Regions from separate parts of the Rattus norvegicus genome. Here region 1 is linked to region 2. Evidence: chromatin contacts called from public Hi-C data. All regions are on one chromosome and are shown on one strand. The core of a region is the stretch at or near the end of the contact, and the rest is flanking DNA. Distances in the headings are between cores, read along the strand shown. Region 1 overlaps Cdk14 (cyclin-dependent kinase 14). Region 2 holds the start of Cdk14 (cyclin-dependent kinase 14).

Region 1 (2,700 bases), core at 146-2,645, 230 kb after region 2:
CTGACTCATTTAACAGAGTGCATTTGCACGGAACTCCTGGGAATCCAACAGCCCCACAGAACCCTCCAGGAAAACCTTCCTCTGACAGAGAAAATGGCCCCATTGCAGTCCTTTGCAATTCTTCTATTTAAGGAAAATGCCCATGAGCATCACTAACAACACTCTGGCAAAAGCAAATTCAAATACTCTGTGGGGGATACCTTCAGAGCCAGGAGCAACTGTGGCCTTTGCTCCTGCCTGACTTGCTGTGGCAGAAAAATGGAGGTGTGTGCATATGAGCCATCACAACGAGAGTGATTAATTTTATCTTTTACTGTTTTGTTTTAATATGGTGGCAGGATTTTGCTGTGTAATTTAGACTGTCCTCAGATTCACGATCCTCCTGCATCGGCCTGAATACTGGGATTATTGTGAAGTAGCGAAAGTGATTGTTTCAGATAAACATCGTTTTTTAGGGATAATAATTTTTTACAAAAATATAGTCTTATATGCAAATTGTAACAGATAAAATTTATATATTTATTTTTCTGGTAGAATAAATCTGAATATAAGAAACTGGCAAGTATTTTTAATAGGCTCTTTATGAATTACAATTGACATAATATCTGTACCGTGAGCCTGTCATTGTTTACAGATGCTATTACTCATGCTCTGGAAAGGACTCTTTTAACAACATATGAATGCAAAAATGACCATGTAGAGTGTTTACCCCTCTTGCAGTCAAAACTCCTAAAGACTTGATTAGTCATCTGGATAGAAATTTCAGAAACTGCTTTTGCAATTACAGTTATCTGTCAAGAATTCCTCCCAGAGAAATTGAGTAAGGGCTGCCAATTAATCCCAGATGTTGGAGTGAATTACATGTGAGAGTCTGAGTTCAGCTTCCAAAAACTTAGGGGAAAGCTCTTAAATGCTATAATTAGCAGCAGCAGCAACAACAGAAAACCCTTGCAGGCTATTAATCTATTCACTTGGAATTCTTCAATGAAACCTGACTGTTTTTATGTTACCCTTAAAGAACGCAGTGTTCTGGCCCTTGGCTGTCTCTGTAGAAATGGTGGTAGTAGGGAAGCAAGAGCAAAGGTAGATTATTATTATTTTATTTTTTAGAGTTACTTTTTAAAGTTTTCAATTTCACATCATTTTTTAAATTTTAATTTTTCAATAAAATTCTATATTCAGTTACATACATTTTAGAAATTAAAACTATTTTTGACCAAAGGGTCTCCTTTGCCACGGGGTTTCCCTAATTATCAACATCTTGTACGGGTGTGGTACTTCTGTTACAGATGATGAAGTATTGGTACGCCACTATGAATTGAAGCCATAGTCCCCATTAGGGTTCCATCCGTGTGGAGAGGATGTCACATACCCATCATTCTAGTATTGCACGGAACACTTTCCCATCTTTAACATTTTCTCTGCCCTATTTATTCCACCTCTCACATTCATTCGACCACTTCCAGCCACTCGTCTTATCTGCCATCTCTATAGCTTTCTTTTCCAGCATAAGGTATGGTTAGAACCAGAGTGCCAAGCCATTTAATAAATGCTTCTCCACACAGTAATAGGTGGGTAGAGGCCGTGCATATTGTTTTGTTGCTTGGTAGCTCAGTAAAATAGTGTTTCACTGTCTGATTGTGTCATAAATTATCTTACTGCTTACCCCAAAGATGCTTTGTTGCTTCAGTGGATAGATATTCCTTTTTCTATTCTTATGTTTTGGCCTAATTGTGTGAACAGAGCCACATGCATACTTAGTATCCTTGGGGGTCATAAGAGGACATCATATCTCTGGAACTGGAGTTACAGATAATTAGGAGCCACTGTATGTGATCTAGAAGCCAAACTTAGCTTCTCTGAAAGAACAGCTAACACTCTTAACCCGTGAGTCAAATCTCCAGCCCATTGCTATGTACATTCTTCCCCATGTTTTCAGATGAACGTAAGGTTTCATTCAGTTCATTTACTGACTTTGTCACTGTCACACGAAATTAATGGAAAGAATATCATGGACAACACGTTTATTTTAGCTTATGGTTTCAGGGCTTTGGTCCACGGTTGGCTGCTGTATGGGCTGTGAAACAGAAACATCACAGTAGTAAGGTGTGGAGGAGGAAAGCTTCTTACTTTGTGGAAGCCTGGAAGCAGACAGGACTTACAGCAATAGCAAAGGAGCAAGATACAGCCTTAAAGGCTCAGCCAAGTGAGTCCTCTTTTGGCAGTCTTCACCTCCTGAAGTCTTCAGTACTTCCAGCTATCCCAATAATGCTAACCACTGAGACTAAGCCTTTGGTACAGGAGTCTCTAGGGGTTATTCTTGATCCAAACCATAACAGATACCTACTTTCTTTTATATCATCGAAATGAGGTAGATATTCAGGGTATATGTTAGGATCCAAAAGCCAAATAACACGGCCTCCCATGAAAACCCCACTGTCCTTGTGGATGGCAGATGAGTGACTATTGAATGTATAGAGATGTGTAGGGGAGAGCATAGGGAAGTCTTGGAAGGACATTGAAAAAATAAGCCTACATTTGCACACACACACACAAACACACATATATGTTCATGTGCACATCTGTCATGGCACATGTGTGGAAGATAGAGGGCAGCTTGTAGGCGTGAGTTCTCTCTTTCCACCATGTGGATCCTGCCGATTGAATTCAGGTTGTCATGCTTGGCCCCATATGTAGAGT
Region 2 (2,715 bases), core at 40-2,539:
CACTCTAAATTTTTATCTTTGACGATTTTTTTTTTCGTCTTTGTTAGCTGGAAGAACCTATCAGTGTTTGGCTCTCTGTCTCTGTCTCTCTGTCTCTGTCTCTCTCTGTCTCTCTGTCTCTCTGTCTCTCTCTCTCTGTGTGTGTTCAGTTGTAACTGCTAATTTTCTAATTGATCTGACCACGTGATAAATGTTAAAACTTTTTTTTCCTGTATCAGGTCACACTTTGATGCCTTCTGTAATTATTGAGATTTGGCTGTCAGGATCCAACATCCCTGCGTTTAAACTATCTTGACTTTGCTCATGAATTCTTGGCTCTCTCCTCTGTTAGGGGCTTGGCTTGACTAGCTAGCTGCCTTTTATCAGTGGCAATCTACCAAAACCCTGTAATGTGCTCAGCACAGGGCGGAACAAATCCGTGTTCTACCTCACAATTTAAGGAAGGCAGGGGGCTAGTTTTTGTTTTAAGATAAAAATCTTTTGACAAAACACAAACTCCCCAAAACTTCCTTTAAACCAAACAGCATTGTCACGCCCACAAAAGCTCCTATTGCTTACACAGCCAGATGACTCAAGATCACTAACATTTCTATTCATAAGGACTTTGCTGGCCCAGAATCAGTACAACAGGCCTTCCCCCATCTTCCTTCACCCTCCCCTGGGAGACTGACGTTTGGAGTACCTCATTTATTAGGGGAAAAAAAAGACTGTGTTTTCTGCCGGAACTGTTTGTCCCGGGACTTTAAAAAAAAAAGCCACCCTTAAGTCCCTTTTCAAGTTCATTCACTGAAGTAGGGCAAGGAGGTGACAAAAGGTAGTAAATTTACTGATGACCTGAGTATCCCTCTGAGGAATCTCTGAGACATTCCTGTCATCCAGAGTCAGGGCTGAGGCAAAACACCCTGCCTTCTGGAAGTTCCAGGGGGCCATTTTCAGCTTTTGCATTGTACCCCAATGAAAATCAGGCCTCTTCTGGCCTTCGGAGCACCCACTTTCCCTGTAAATTAAAACCACCCACCCCACCCCACCCCAAAAAGTCTCTACTAAACCCGAATGCGTCCCCGAGGCACTCGTGCACCGCGCCCGACACTCCCCAACCTTTCCGGGTCGGGGCCAACAAGGATCGCACCGCACCGGGTGGACAGGGTCGGCCGGGAGCCCAGGGCGGCCGGCCGTCTGTCTGTCCGTCTGCCCGTGGGCTGCGGTCCCGGAGCGCGCGGGAGGAGCGCGGCCGCGGCCGGCGGAGCGCGGGCGGCCGGGAGGGGGCGCCGCCCGGGCGCGGTGGGTCCGGGAGGGCGGCGGAGGCCTCGGAGTCGGAGTCGGAACGCGGCGCGGGGTCGCGCCTGGGTCCCGGGCGCCAGGCCTCTGGCCAGGGCAGTCGCGGGTCTCCGTGCAGCGCCGCCCCTCGGGCTGGGGAACTTGTCCCGCGCGCCTCGCCTGCAGCCGCCTGCGCCTCCTCGGCCGCGCCGCCCCCGTCTCCGGTCGCGGCCGCGCGGCTCTGGCTTACAAAGGAGGGAAAATGCGGCGGGCAGCGGCGCAGCGCGGGGGCCCCCGGGCGGCGGGGATCGCGGCCGCCCCCGGCACCACGTAAGACGCCCCCGCGCGCCCAGCCTCGGCCCAGGCCCGAGCCCCGCAGGCAGGCGAGCGCTGCGCGTCGCCCGCGGCCCGCGAGGAGGCGGAGGAGCAGGACGAGGCGCCGCCTTCCCCGCGCCGCGCGCCCTCGCCCGCCGTTGTCTGCGCTGCGCTGCGCTGGACCAGTTTCGCGAAGTTGCCCGGGCCCCGCGTCGCCCAGATGTGCGACCTCATTGAACCGCAGCCGGCCGAGAAGATCGGCAAGATGAAGAAGTTGAGGAGAACTTTGTCCGAGAGTTTCAGCCGCATCGGTGAGTGTGGTCCGCTGTACCCCGGTGTCCTGCGGGCGATCCCCGGGCTCGCTCCCTCGGTCCCCGCGCCCTCTCCGTGCTCAGGGCACCAGCCAGGCAGCTGCCACCTCCGGGTGAGGTGCGGACAGGGATGGAGGAGGACCTCGGTGGGGACTCCCGGCAGGGCAGGGATAAGCTGGAGGGCTACCCCTCTCCCCCACGGTCTGAGCTTCATTCGTGGACTGTCTCAACCCTCCAATTTGAGTTCCTCCTCCCCGCCAATAGTATCTTTGGCGCCTACAGTGAACTGGAGAGGGGACACCAGGTCCCCACCGCCATCGGGGCTCTGTGGCCACCCAGGTTACTTTTTTTTGTTTTTGTTTTTGTTTTGTTTAAAGAGCGTTGGTATTAGGTGTTTAGCCAATAATGTAGCTTTGGGAATTGTCGAAACGTTGACAGGCGCCTGATGTTTTTTAACGTACTCAACCTAAAGGAAGTGGGACAGATACCTTGGGACCTTTTGTTCCGTACTTCTGGTCCTATAAATGGAGGTTTGGGTGTTCAGTTTGTAGGTCTCTGAACCTTCTAGCTGCTATGGTGAAATGCGAGCTGTGAAGTTGTGGGGGCATTTAGAATAAGTCTCATGAACTTGCACTGTTAGTGCAGTCCAGAGGCTATTGTCTTCTTTAAAAAGCAACCAACCAATTTAACAGAGAATAAACAAACAGCAATAAGAAAAAAGGATCGAGGAATGTTTAGGATACTTAAAGAATGAATCCACATTACAGGCTACAGCAAGATGACAGCTGTGTCATGTGGAAGGGGTTTGTTAAATCTTGAGTGTTGGTGGCAG

The links. Hi-C and Micro-C count contacts between places; a contact is called where the count stands out from the background.
Region 1: a contact with region 2 is called in a Hi-C map of psoas muscle, with 1.6 times the contacts expected there. The contact joins the enhancer-like site here to the promoter of Cdk14 in region 2. A contact is called at or near these places in 2 of 12 Hi-C or Micro-C datasets (the Rat2 cell line and psoas muscle).

What each region holds. Positions count from the first base shown.
Region 1 is chr4:29,848,071-29,850,770 of GRCr8, forward strand. The region is part of intron 5 of Cdk14 (cyclin-dependent kinase 14); the gene reads left to right. Among named protein-coding and RNA genes, the nearest start is that of Speer4cl3, 200 kb to the right of the region's middle. Within about 2 kb of position 1,396, at least 6 of the 93 cell types and tissues checked have an H3K27ac peak or open chromatin away from gene starts, as enhancers often do.
Region 2 is chr4:29,619,928-29,622,642 of GRCr8, forward strand. It overlaps Cdk14 (cyclin-dependent kinase 14), which reads left to right and starts at 1,290. Exons shown (of 15, transcript NM_001395582.1): 1 at 1,290-1,883. The coding sequence starts at 1,793.